4 separate regions of the Gossypium hirsutum genome follow, and regions 1, 3 and 4 are each linked to region 2. Evidence: chromatin contacts called from public Hi-C data. All regions are on one chromosome and are shown on one strand. Each heading gives the region's core, a stretch centred on a gene start, on an enhancer-like site or on the middle of the called end of the contact. The rest is flanking DNA. Distances are from core to core; before and after follow the strand shown. Region 1 holds the start of LOC107913398 (IST1 homolog). Region 2 holds the start of LOC107913402 (zinc-finger homeodomain protein 2). Region 3 holds the start of LOC107913396 (IMPACT family member in pol 5'region). Region 4 holds the start of LOC107913376.

The links. A called contact is a pair of places that touch in the nucleus more often than the background predicts.
Region 1: a contact with region 2 is called in a Hi-C map of leaf, with 1.8 times the contacts expected there. The contact joins the promoter of LOC107913398 here to the promoter of LOC107913402 in region 2. A contact is called at or near these places in 3 of 34 Hi-C or Micro-C datasets (leaf and petal).
Region 3: a Hi-C map of leaf shows a contact between it and region 2, with 2.2 times the contacts expected there. The contact joins the promoter of LOC107913396 here to the promoter of LOC107913402 in region 2. A contact is called at or near these places in 3 of 34 Hi-C or Micro-C datasets (all in leaf).
Region 4: a Hi-C map of leaf shows a contact between it and region 2, with 2.1 times the contacts expected there. The contact joins the promoter of LOC107913376 here to the promoter of LOC107913402 in region 2. A contact is called at or near these places in 2 of 34 Hi-C or Micro-C datasets (leaf and petal).

Annotation. Positions count from the first base shown.
Region 1 is chrD11:32,044,873-32,048,240 of Gossypium_hirsutum_v2.1, reverse strand. LOC107913398 (IST1 homolog) reads right to left here and starts at 1,961. Exons shown (of 2, transcript XM_016841965.2): 1 at 1,453-1,961; 2 at 242-1,371. The coding sequence starts at 1,742. The coding sequence ends at 546.
Region 2 is chrD11:32,375,249-32,378,406 of Gossypium_hirsutum_v2.1, reverse strand. LOC107913402 (zinc-finger homeodomain protein 2) reads left to right here and starts at 1,884. Exons shown (of 2, transcript XM_016841974.2): 1 at 1,884-2,970. The coding sequence starts at 2,265.
Region 3 is chrD11:32,005,928-32,009,191 of Gossypium_hirsutum_v2.1, reverse strand. LOC107913396 (IMPACT family member in pol 5'region) reads left to right here and starts at 1,566. Exons shown (of 5, transcript XM_041104045.1): 1 at 1,566-1,987; 2 at 2,065-2,180; 3 at 2,262-2,367; 4 at 2,464-2,517. The coding sequence starts at 1,685.
Region 4 is chrD11:32,829,288-32,832,230 of Gossypium_hirsutum_v2.1, reverse strand. It overlaps LOC107913376, which reads right to left and starts at 1,297. Exons shown (of 3, transcript XR_005920435.1): 1 at 417-1,297; 2 at 57-196.

The sequences.
Region 1 (3,368 bases), core at 712-3,211, 330 kb after region 2:
CTTTCAACTTAATTAAACATAAATTTATATCTATAACTTTATATTCCCAAATGTACGAATTAATGATTAAGCTTAATTAAGTAAATTAAGATTAATTAAAACTAAAACATGATTAATTAAAATATAATAAGATTTATGAAATAAACTCAACTAATCAATGAAAAGATAGTAAAATCTCAAATGTATGTTTGTTTCATTGAAAACAACTTTTATGAAATATTTTCAAGAAATCTGTCAAACAACCAAAAATATTTTACACAATTCATCCTAACACCAGAAAATATTAGTTTTTCCAGAAAAGTAAGTCATTTTTTAAAAATCATTTTTCAAAAACCATTTTCAATAAAACAAATGGAGCCTAAATTGAGAAATGTTGTAAAAATCAAATAAAAGAATCTCATCAGGTCCAGCTGTGTGTATTAGGAAAAAATAAATATATTAACCAAATAATAATAATAATAATAATAATAATGATGATGATGAGATAGAGCAACAAACAAAATTTCACTAACAAATTAAAATAAATAAAAATCAGATCCCATGGTCTAATCTCTTCTAGTCCTCATCGACACCCATTTTTTGTTCTTACGTGAATTCAAATGCTCTTCAAAGCTTTCAGTGTTCTTCAGCTTTGAAGATTGATATCCCAACTTGCTTTCATCCTTATTGACTTCATCACTTTGGGTAATCTCATAGCTCAACTCATGGGGCTGTGTGTGTGGCTCCTCTTTTGCCTTCTCCCCATCACTTTCCTCACCTGAAAGGTCTGCATCCGAATCTGAACTTGAACTAGAAACTGTCCTTTCTCTGGATAAACTTTGTCTAGTCTCTTCCGTTTCATTCAGCTCCAGGTCTTCGCTTCGGGCCATGGCATTATTTGGAGAATCAAAGTCTTGGGGTTCAATTCTTGAGAGCTCCACAGCTGCTCGTGCTGCTGCTGCTGCATAAGCTGCTGATACGAAAGCCTCTTGAGCAGCATCTGCCACATCTTTGTACTTTTTCCTTGCTTTCATTGACTCACTTAAGCTTTCATCCATGTCTTTTCCTACAGGCAAATCGTTGGCTGACTCAGTTAAGTTCCTCACCTCTACAGCCATTTCCTCCAAATGCAAGGTGATACCCTTTTCAGTAGCAATCTCCTTGAGCAATTTTAACTTGCTTTCTAAGCTTGGCCGCAGTGTTGAAAGCTTTTGTATCACCTTAGGATTCACACTGCAATTGTTGCGTAATTCAATGGCACGAACCACAAATTCTTTCCCGAAAGTCGATGAAAAAACCCCACGAATGTGAAGAAGCTCAGGGAATTCACCACACCTTGATGATGCAAACATCAAGGTCGATGCTGCCTCTTTAAGCTCATCAGGACATTCCCTATATACATGGTCGAGAAGCATGTCAAATTTCAGAGAACTTAATATAAAACCAAGAGGAAAAATATTAAACCAAACTTACTTGTTCTTTTGAATCAGCATGACCCTCTCTATCAACAAATTACAGTAGGTTTCCATGATAGTAAATGCATCCACCATATTCTGTTCTCTAATCAAATGCTCTACACGAAGAAGGGCCTGTTCATGGTGACCGAGGTTAAGGAGTTCAATCACATCAGACCGGGCGTGGGTACACCGTACTTGATGCTGGTTCTTCAAGATACCGATCCGAGAAATAGCAAGCTTGGCCAGAGTTTTAAACTTGGAAGCCTTGAAGTTTCTTCCAAGCAAAGCATCCAATTTCCTCCCCATGCTTCTGTCTCAGTAACCTCAGAATGAAGAGAGTTTAGAAGCACAAAAATTTGCTTATAAAACCAACAACATGGTGGACTGTTGTGATGTTTTGCAATAAAAGTGAATGAAGCACGTGTCAGTTTTGGGATTTATTTATTTCCAATGAAAATCTGGGTATTGGAATTGCGACCTAGCCTGGAACTTTGATTGTTTTTTTTTCCTTTGGTTTGAACGAGGCAAAGAGAGTTTGGTCAATTTGTGGAGGCTTTGTCATTTTCTATGATAGAATATTTCCACACGATTGTTTTTGTTGCACCCATTTACTTTTCGTAAATAGAATTATACATTTTGTTGGTCCACTGCCTGGAAATAGTCAATACCCAATAAAGTGCCACACCTACTTCTTATTTATGTGGTTCAATTGGTAGATTTAGTGTTTGAAATTGTTTCCCCATTCAAAATTACTGTTTGAATTTTAATATTGCGATTTCATTATAATTTTCCTATTATGTTTTCATTACCAACCATAAGACCTCCCTCCAAAAAAATCATTTTAGTTTTTAAATTTGGCTTTATTTATCAAATCACTTCTAAAATGGACGGAAAAGTTAGTGTTTATTAACTTTACTGGAATGACATATTCTGGACTGCCACATTAATAATTAATTAATTTTTAAAATAAAATTCAAATTTTTTTAATATATATATAAATTATTAAATAAGTGTAAAAAATATTTTTAACATTTTTTTAATTTTAAAAAATTAATTATTGCTAACATCGCATACACATGGCAATCCACATGTATGTCACGTCAATAAAATTAACATTTGTTAATTTTTTCATCCATTGTGAAGTGATTTGACAAACAATATAAGTTTAATGGCTAAAAGAGGTAAAAAAATTAAATGGAGAGCTAAAATAATTTTTTTTACAAAGTTGGAGGGTCAAATAAATCATTATGCCAATTGAATTAGACATGATTTTTTTTATTCAATTGCTATTGCAATAATTAGGAGTTTTAATTTAAGCGTAGAGAATGTGTTATGGGTAGAAGTGTGGTATGTTCAAAAATTTAATCCATATACTTTGATTTTTAAGAATTTAGTTCCTCTGCTTTTTAGATTTCAAAAACCAGGTTAATTGTTAACACTAATAAATTCTGTTTAAATTTATAGATGTGACATTTTAAAATTTAAAAAAAAACTCACTTGATAGCAATGTAGCTAAAAAATTATGTTTGTATTGAACCTAAATTTAACAAAATAATTTTAAAAGTGTTTACGATTATACTTAAATTTTGAAATCTAAAAAATAGAAGAGCTAATTTCCTAGAATTAAAAGTAAATGGATTAAACCTCAAATATATGAATAATGCAAGGATTTATGGCATATTCTAACATTAGATGCATTTCCAATGAGGTTTCTGAGAACTTTGAGATCACATGTTCGAGTCTCATCCTATTTAAATGTATGGATTATCTATTCTAGCTAATTAGCTTGTTAAAATATAAAATGACACAAAAAGTTAGGGGTGCTCACGGTTTGATTCGTCAATTCTTTTGGACTTTTGCGAATTCATCATCATAATTCAATTTAGTTTGGTTTTTGGTTTTTCCTTATTGATTCTTAAATTTTGAATTTTT
Region 2 (3,158 bases), core at 635-3,134:
TAAATGGTGAGGAAGCGATCATTAACGAGGAGAAGTTCATACTCTGAAATGGTGTAGGTTCAACAATGGACGATGCAGATCGAGATTGTGGACTTCAAAACATTACAAGTAAATTCTTTAAAAAAATTGTTATAATAAAATGCATATATATATGGACATTGTCTTAAAATGTGATAATTATTATTTTTTAAATATTTATGTTAGAATCAAATTTTAAAATATATAATATTATAGATAATATATAAATAAATATTTAAGTTAAATTAAAGAGAAAATTTATTTAATTAGTTTTTATTTAAATTTTGATTACCTAATTAAAATTATAACTTAGTATTTATTATTATCACACCTTATTATTTAAAATATTGATGGGCGTATGTAAATATTTATGGAAAATGCTAAAAAAATACTTGGATGTAAATATTTAACTTGAACAAGTCCTAGAGTTATTTTTCCTAACATTAATTCTATCAAAAAATTTTAAAAATTAAAAAAATAAAAATAAAAGCACTTACGTATTTTTATACTTAAAAGGTTTTTGCTTATTAATGTCTAAGTACATTTACTAAGATTCGAACCACTTTTAGTAAAAATATTAATATAATCTCTAATAATCTTTTCATAAATTTAATTCGATAAAATCGATAAATTAACAACTTAAATTTATATTTATTTAAATTTTAAATTTATGTTTAATTAAGAAAATATGTATTTTTAAACATAAAATTAACTTAAAAACTAAGTATGGGTAATATTTAATTATTAAAATAAAAACTAACCTAGATAATATAAAAGCTATATTAAATAAATAGAAATTTATTTAAGTTAAATTAATGGATGATTAACTATAAATCATTTAATTGAAATTTAAAAACATAGATATTATCTTTAAAGATATAGAAATTAAATAAAAATGAAAATGTTGAAATAGGATAAATTAACTATAAATCAATGTTTAACAAGTGGAACATTTTCAATTTTTTATTTAATTTCTATATCTTTTAAAGATAATATCTATATTTTTAAATATATATATGACATTAATTTTGGGTGGAATTGGAAGGGGAATCATTAATTATTAATGTCAAACAGCTTGTGGCCTCTTGATTTTTATCCCGAATTCTCAATATATATGTACACATTAGGCTATTTTGAACCAATAGAAAAGCAGTAGATTTCTTATGATTTTATATTCAAATTAAATTCTGGACCGAAAATTTTCTAATCGGCTTTTTACTAACACTATTTCTATTTGAAATTTTGTGGAAAGAAAAAGCAATAGTCAGAAAAAGAACATCTCCCCCAATCACCCTATTGTGTGCATGCCATGCCTGCATGGTTTGGGTTTGGCAAAGACACTTGACCTCGAAACACAAACCGCCGCACTAATGAGTTACTAGCACGTTCCTTGCACGCGAATCAGAGGAGAGTATTAATAACCATATTTAAGCTCCTACTATTGCCCTCTCTGTCCTTAATTTTCTCTCTCTCTTACAGAACCTAGCGGGAAAATTAATTACATGTTGACGCCAACACCGCGTCACCACTTATGTCGGAAACTTTGGCACACACGTAAGACGTCGTGCCCAAGCTTCGCTTTTAATACCGACAATTTATTGCTTCCCCAAGTAATTCCGTGTCCCCCATCTTCTGCAACCCCCGTACTATCTCTTTACGCGCCGCCTCACGCGCCACCTGACCTCACTTTCATGTCCCACCTTTCCGTAACGAGATTACGCGAGAGTACAACACCATCTGAAAGGGTCCCATTCCAATCCAAAATAAATAACGTAAGTTTCAGTGTTGAGAGAAGAGCGTGGTTGGCGCGTGAAGCGTTGGATTCCTTTATTTTGTCCGCTTTGCAGACTGTACCCAACAGTGGACAAACCCCAGCCCTGCTATCTTCACTGTACCCTCTCTAATTCTTATAAACCAGCCCAATGTATTTTACAGTTCAGTAAAAAAAAAACAAAAAACAAATCAACACATAAATAAATGAGATGAGGAGTTAACAGATATTTGTTTTGGAACGGGAGAGTGATCAAGAAGGATCCTTGGTAAAAAAAAAAAGAAAAGAAAAGAGAGAAGAAAACTGCTTCTTTTGCAGATAAAAAGACAGGTTCAAGGGGAAAAAAAAATTATGGTCACACTGTCTTGCTCCTCTTATCTTTTTTTTCGTCTCTATTAGTGAAGAAAAGGGCGCTTTTTCTTTTTATAAAAATCTCTTTTTTGCGGGGGGTAAATTTTTGTCTTTGGTGGGAGAAATGGAGTTTGAGGATCAAGAGGAGCAAGAAGAAGAGATGGGTTTGGCACCGAGTTATGACCCGCTTGCAAACTCATCTCGAGTCAAAATGTCAGGTGTCGAACCGGGTTCGATAACTCCAACGGGTCAGCAGCAGCAACAGCAGCAGAGGAAACCAAGGTATAGAGAGTGCTTGAAGAACCACGCGGTGGGAATCGGCGGTCACGCCGTCGACGGTTGCGGTGAGTTCATGCCAGCTGGAACCGAAGGTACCCTCGATGCTCTCAAATGCGCAGCTTGTAACTGCCACCGGAACTTCCACCGTAAGGAAACGGAGCTGGGTTCCCCACACTCCGTCCCCATGACGGACCTCTACTTCCACCACCCCCACCACCAACCACCGCAATTCACTCCTTACTTTAGACCCCCAACGGGGTGCCTCCACATGGCTGGACAGCAAAGGCCGTTAGCCCTACCATCGATATCAGGAGGCGTCGGAGGACACAGCAGGGAAGATCAAGATGATGTTTCGAATCAAGGGAGTTCGAGGAAGAGGTTTCGAACAAAGTTCACGCAGGAACAAAAGGAGAAGATGTTGGCTTTGGCTGAGAGGTTAGGGTGGCGGATTCAGAAACAAGATGAAGCGATTGTTCAACAGTTCTGCAACGAAACTGGGGTCAAAAGGCATGTCTTCAAAGTTTGGATGCATAATAACAAGAACACTCTTGGTAAGAAACCCTAGAAACACCTTCTTCACGGTTTAGAGTGAGTGGAAAACAAAAATGAGAAAAGAAAAACTTGGGGGGATTTTAGTTAGATTTTTTAGGGTTACTTTGGGGGTGGGGGCGGGTTAACATTTGGTACTTTTGTAGTTATTATGATGTTGAAGGGTAGGTTACTAATATTAATATTGTTA
Region 3 (3,264 bases), core at 317-2,816, 370 kb after region 2:
CATCAGAGTCTCTATTTATAGACATAAGAAGTATAAAAGAAATAGAGATTAATTCTAATAGCTATTAGAATTTAAAGTACATTAAAAGTTTATCTTGATCATGATGGACATCCACTTAATAAGATATTCATAACAATATTTATTTATTCGTAATTTATTACTCTTCCAATTTTGTGTACAAAGTTTAAAAATCTCATATTTCTAATTATTTATTATCATAACTTAAATTATAAATATTTGCTTCAACTTAATTTGTAATTTTTCATCCGCTTGAAACAAAAACCCAATGTCACTACATTAAGTTTGGACAGGTGTTTAAAGAGATCCATTTGGGATTGTTTCTAACTATAGATATGTATTATAGATTATAAAATTAATAAAGGTAACTTTTCGTGTACCAAACAAATATTTTTAACAGATAAATTTATATATCCCATCAAAATATCAAAACAAGTTAAATTTTAAAAACAAAACGTAATAAAGGTATTAATAACTATTAAATATCAAATTAATACATATTACAGGTGTTAGGGCCCCTTGTATCTCTTGCATCCGCAAGTTCATTGGAAACAGGGTAACGATTACAAGTACCTTTAACATTCTTGGGTGTTGAACTCACAGTAAAAAATTTAAAACCCTTGTTTATGTGTTTTTGTAGCATTTTAATATTTAAACCAATTTCCACACTCAAGGTTCTTTTAAAATCCTACAAAACTAAATCTTAGACTATCTTTAAAGAAAATCTCGAAAATTTAAATAAATATTGACATCTATATATGTCAAGGTCTGTTTAGAAACCCTTACCTAACTCAATCTTTAAACAATATTCTTAAATAGGAGGTGAAAATCTCCAAAATTTAAAGTGATCTTATCATTGTATACATAGCTTATCTCACTTGTTTATTTGCACAAAAATCTAAAAATTTATCTTATATAAATATATATATATTCCATACTAACCCAAGAAATTCAAAATCCTTATAAATGTTATAATGGTTGCCTCCTTATTACAATTAGATTAAGGACATGTCGTTGGTAGCACTTTGAACAGCTTACAAACTCTTTAATTTGAGATATTCAAGGCTTCGAAATGTGATTGAGAAGAAATTTGTTGATCTAAAAAAATATTTCCGCTATTAACATCACCTTATTATAATATAAAAAAAAGGTTGTATGGTACTAACATGTTGCTTATTTCATAACTTCAATCATTAAGTGGAATTGAGATGATCCATGTGCTTCGAAAAGTACATGAAAAAAGAATATCTTGATAATATTAATGATGTAGATTAAAATTCAGATGATGATTAACTTGATCAATTACCAACAAATGATAATAATGAGCATATATTAAATATTAAAGAGTGAATAACCCAACAAATATACACTAGAATAATTAGATAAAATTGTATTAATTTTTTATTACATTCAAATTAATTGTTATTAATTGTTTATTAAATTTATTAGTGTAATATTTTAAAATAAAAAAACTCGCTTAATAGAGGAACTAAATTTCGAAAAATAAAAATATATAGATTAAATTTTAATAAGAAAAATAGTAAAATGGTTGTTGCAACGTCTCGTTTAAATACGAGTGGACTACCTTTTGAAACGGCTGCCGGAGTACGAAAAAGGCTTGTTTGTCACTGATTTTATTGAAACGAAAAGAACCAAAAACAAGCAAATGCCAGTTGTAATAACAACACCTGGCTATCGCTACTGCCACAAGGTCAACCACTGCCTCTCCGCCTCAATTTCCGCCCTCTACACCGCCAAAAAACCAATGGTCACTACCGCCAGCAGCTCCGGCACCCCCAGCAACGCAGGCGCCTTCACCACCATTAAAGAAACAGTAACATTCGAAAAAGAAATAAAAAAGAGCAAATTCATCGCCATCGCTGGTCCCATCTCTAACGAGCAGTCCGCTCACTCTTTCCTCAACCAAGTCAAGGATCCGCGTGCCACTCACAATTGTTGGGCTTACAAGGTAATCTAATATGACACCACGCTTTTCTATCATCTCATTCATCTTACCTCATAATTGACCTATCAAAAGTTTAATAGGTTGGGGATCAGTATCGGTCGAATGATGACGGCGAACCTTCTGGAACGGCGGGGAAGCCGATTCATTCTGCAATTGTTTCTTCAGGTTTAGACAGAATCATGGTGGTCGTTATTAGGTATATTTATTTACTTTTGACATATATTGCCATGATCAAAATTGAAGGGACAAATAACATGAATCTTCAAATAAATTTCAGGTATTTTGGGGGAATTAAATTGGGAACGGGAGGACTTGTTAGGGCTTATGGTGGAGTGGCCTCGGAATGCTTGAGAAATGCTCCAACTTGTCTTGTAAAATCTAAAGTAAGAATGGAAATAATCTATGTATGACAATTTTAATTTTTAAATTTTATGATTTTAATATTTGGAAATGTTGATATTTGATTGGAATTTTTGAAGGTTCCAATGGGAGTGGAGGTTCCTTTCGATCTTTTGGGAGTTCTATACCATCAAGTGAGCAATTTTTTCCCTGTTTAAATTAGTCCTTCTAAATGCCAAGTAAATTGATATTTTATGGTTAGTGTTTAGTGTCTGTTAGTTGTTTGCATATAATGTTTACAAATAAAAAGTAGAAAAATTTTATGCTTCTTTTATATAAATTTCTCTTAATGTGGTTTCTCATCCAATTATTGGCTTATCGCCGTCAGATTGTGTTGGTTATGTAATTTAGTTTCTGATCCGATTAGCATGATTGGAATGTGTGTGGTTGTAGTTTCTCATCTGATTATCACCATTAGGATGTGTATGAATAATGATTGTAACATCCTTGGATGCCGCTTGCTTGTTTCTCTAGTGACATGTCCCTTTAGTAACAAGTCAATTTTTTCATGTCTATTTGTAAGTGTTAGTTTCAGTTCATCTGAGTCATATTGTGACCTCGAATGAATCATTTTCTGGAACCAGCATGTTACAAAGTAGGTTGTAAACTAAGGATTACAGATGCTGTGATTTGGATCCCAGATTATGTGAATACCACCTCTTAAGGGTAATTGCATGAACCAACCGAGTTAAACTCTGGGTTCAAAAGAATGGTATCTCTTAATTAGGGATAAGATGATTTTAAACTATTTATTTAACTTTTGGGGATCAAAACAAGCTATATAATTCTCTCCCATTTTATGCCTTCTTTTTATTTGCTCTCAACTTTATATTTATATTTGGTTTTAGTTATGTAGAGGTGATAACTAATTAAAATTGGTG
Region 4 (2,943 bases), core at 48-2,547, 450 kb before region 2:
ACCATGGTAAAGCAAGCTTCCATCATTACTATTTATATCAAGTAGAACGAACTTACGATTGCCTGGTGCAGATCATTTTTTCTACTTTTGTCAGAAATGTGCACCTGCCCAAACACCTTTTTCCATTGTGCATTGGCTCAGACTTTATGGAAAGTCATAAATAGTAAGCATTTGATCTGTTAAAGAATCTTGCAGACTGCAAATACCACATCAGAAAATTGCTAGTTGAAATATAAACTAGGGAGATCCATGAGTTACAAAGAAAACAATAGGATGGCCTTTTTAGACTCTAAAAGGGTGATGTTAAGAACTTAAACAGATTCCATCACCTTTTACAAACTATGATTCGCCATTCATATTTCTCTACTTCCATGATTTCCAACTAGGAATCACTAGCAATAAATATTGTTACCTACCGCAACAAAGCTGGAACTATTTCATGATTCATTTGCTCCCTAAATAGGCTGGAGTCAGAGTCAGTCCGACTGCTATGTCTCATGGCATTAGAAAGAAAATCCAATTCTTCCTCAATAACTGAAACGCATGACACAGAAAATTGTCTCCTGAAGAGTTCATGAAGAGCAATTTTAGTAAAATTATCAATACCAGACTTTTCGGTTTGAACAGTCGGAGTCAAATCTGGAGATGATGTACTGGTATCCCTCATACAAATCCTGCTTTGTAGTGTCAAATTATTCAAATATGCATTGAGACAGTCATGCTCTGTCTGCGAAAGGTCACTAAGATCCATCTCCACAATTACTATAATAACAGCTCTTAGATGTGAATCCCTCAATGGTAAATTATGGAGCAAGTGTTCCGACAAAAAACTTCTTGCCTTTCTAAGAGTAACAATTAGTAAATAAGAAAGCAGCATATATAAAGACCAGAACCTGAGGAAAGGACGGATGCGATGTCATTTTGGACAGAGCTGCATCAAGCTCCTGAATAGACTCTTGATAAACATTTTCAAAGAAGAGGGCCCATTGAAAGCCTCGCTTGATGTTATCAGAGTCCCAGTGAGTGGGAAGACCAGAGGATTGATACCCAGAAGACAAAACCAGGATATCAACAAACCCTTCTATCAGTTTCATCATTTCTTCCAGGGATATGTTTGGTGATTCCATCCCATCTTCTGGTTTTCTTCCTTGAAGTCTGTTGTTGGAAATGGGAAATTTGGGGGATTTCAGCTGAAGAAAAACAAACTTTTATTTGGGGAATTTAGGGCGCACGACGGAGATGAGAAGAAGAGGGAGTAATGAGCGGGTAACCAAAATTTTTTTTTAGGAGTGAGCGGGATTTTGATTACCTGTTATTTGCTTCTATATTTGCGGCGTTTTAAAGAAAAAACGTCACTACCTAAACTGAAATGACACCGTTTTGAAAAATTGCAGTATATGTTTACGGCGTTTTTTATTAAAACGCCGGTAATGTCTATTTTTTGCGGCGTTTTTCTTGAAAACGTCACTAAAAATTTTAAATTATTTTATTTAAACGGCGCCGTTTTGAGAAATTTTAATACATAGTAATGGCGTTTTTTTGCTGAAAACGCCACTAAAGCTCGCATATTTTTTTATATTCAATTATTGTATCTTTCATATAAATTTTACATAAAAAATTATTAAAATTTTAAGTAATGTTTAAAAGAATTAGAAAAATTATAAATTTTAGTTTTTTATTTCATTTTTTATTTTTGTATTTTATTTTTCTTATAATTTGGTCCTATCCAAATTAAATAATTACGTATATATCCATATCAAATATATCAAATGGTTTAGATTAAATATTTTTAAATATAAAAGCATTAATTAATTGTATAAAATTGTATCATTTAACAAATCTCAAATAAACCTTAAACCCTAAATTAACCATTCAATATACATAAAGTCTATCTATTATATATCTCTGAAATAATATAAACTATACTCATAATTTCAATATATTAAATTTATTATTATATATTTTACAATTATATAAGGACATATTTAATATACAAATTAAAAAAACTAATTAATCTAAACCCTAAACCTTAACCCGACCTTTGAAACCCTAAATCCCTAACTCTTAACCCCTAACCCCTAACTCTTTACCCCTAACCCCTAAATCTCAAACCTTAAACCATAATCCCTAAATCCATATATAATCCCCAAATCTTAAAATAGTAACTCTTAAACTGGCCTTAAATCTTAAATTAACCATATACTATAAATCATATAAACCTAAACTATTATGAAAATTAATTAAATATTTTAAAATTAATACTATCTTATCTTTTTCAATTATATATGAAATTATTTAATATATAAATTAAAAACATATTTAAAATATAAATTAAAAAATAATTAATCTAAACCCAAAACCCTAACCCGACCCATGAATCCCTAAACCTTAAATCCCTAGCTCTTAACAACCAAACCCCTAACCCCTAAACCTTAAATCCCAACCCTTAAACCACAATCCCTAATCCATAATCCCTAAATCCATGCTCCCTAAACCTTAAAATAGTAACTCCTAAACCGGCCTTAAATCTTAAATAAATCATATACCTTAAACCAAAAATCCTAAACTATAGTGATAATTAATTCAATATTTTAAAATTAATACTATCTCTTTTACAATTATATAAGAAAATTTTTAATATATAAATTAAAAAATAATCAGTAATCATGTACCCAAAAAAATTTAAAATTATTTTAAATAATAGTATTTTAATTTTTCTATGTGTTTTATTTCAAATTATATCTTTGTGTAATTATTTTTTTCTGAAGATTTTAAATATTCAATTAGAAATAAATTGAATTTTATTTAATTAATATAAATAAACCAATTAAGATAAAATGTTTTTAGCGGCGCTTTATCAAAAACGCCGCTAAATCCCCCAGCATTAGCGGTGCTTTTCCAAAAACGCCGCTAAAGCCCCCAGCATTAGCGGTGCTTTTCCAA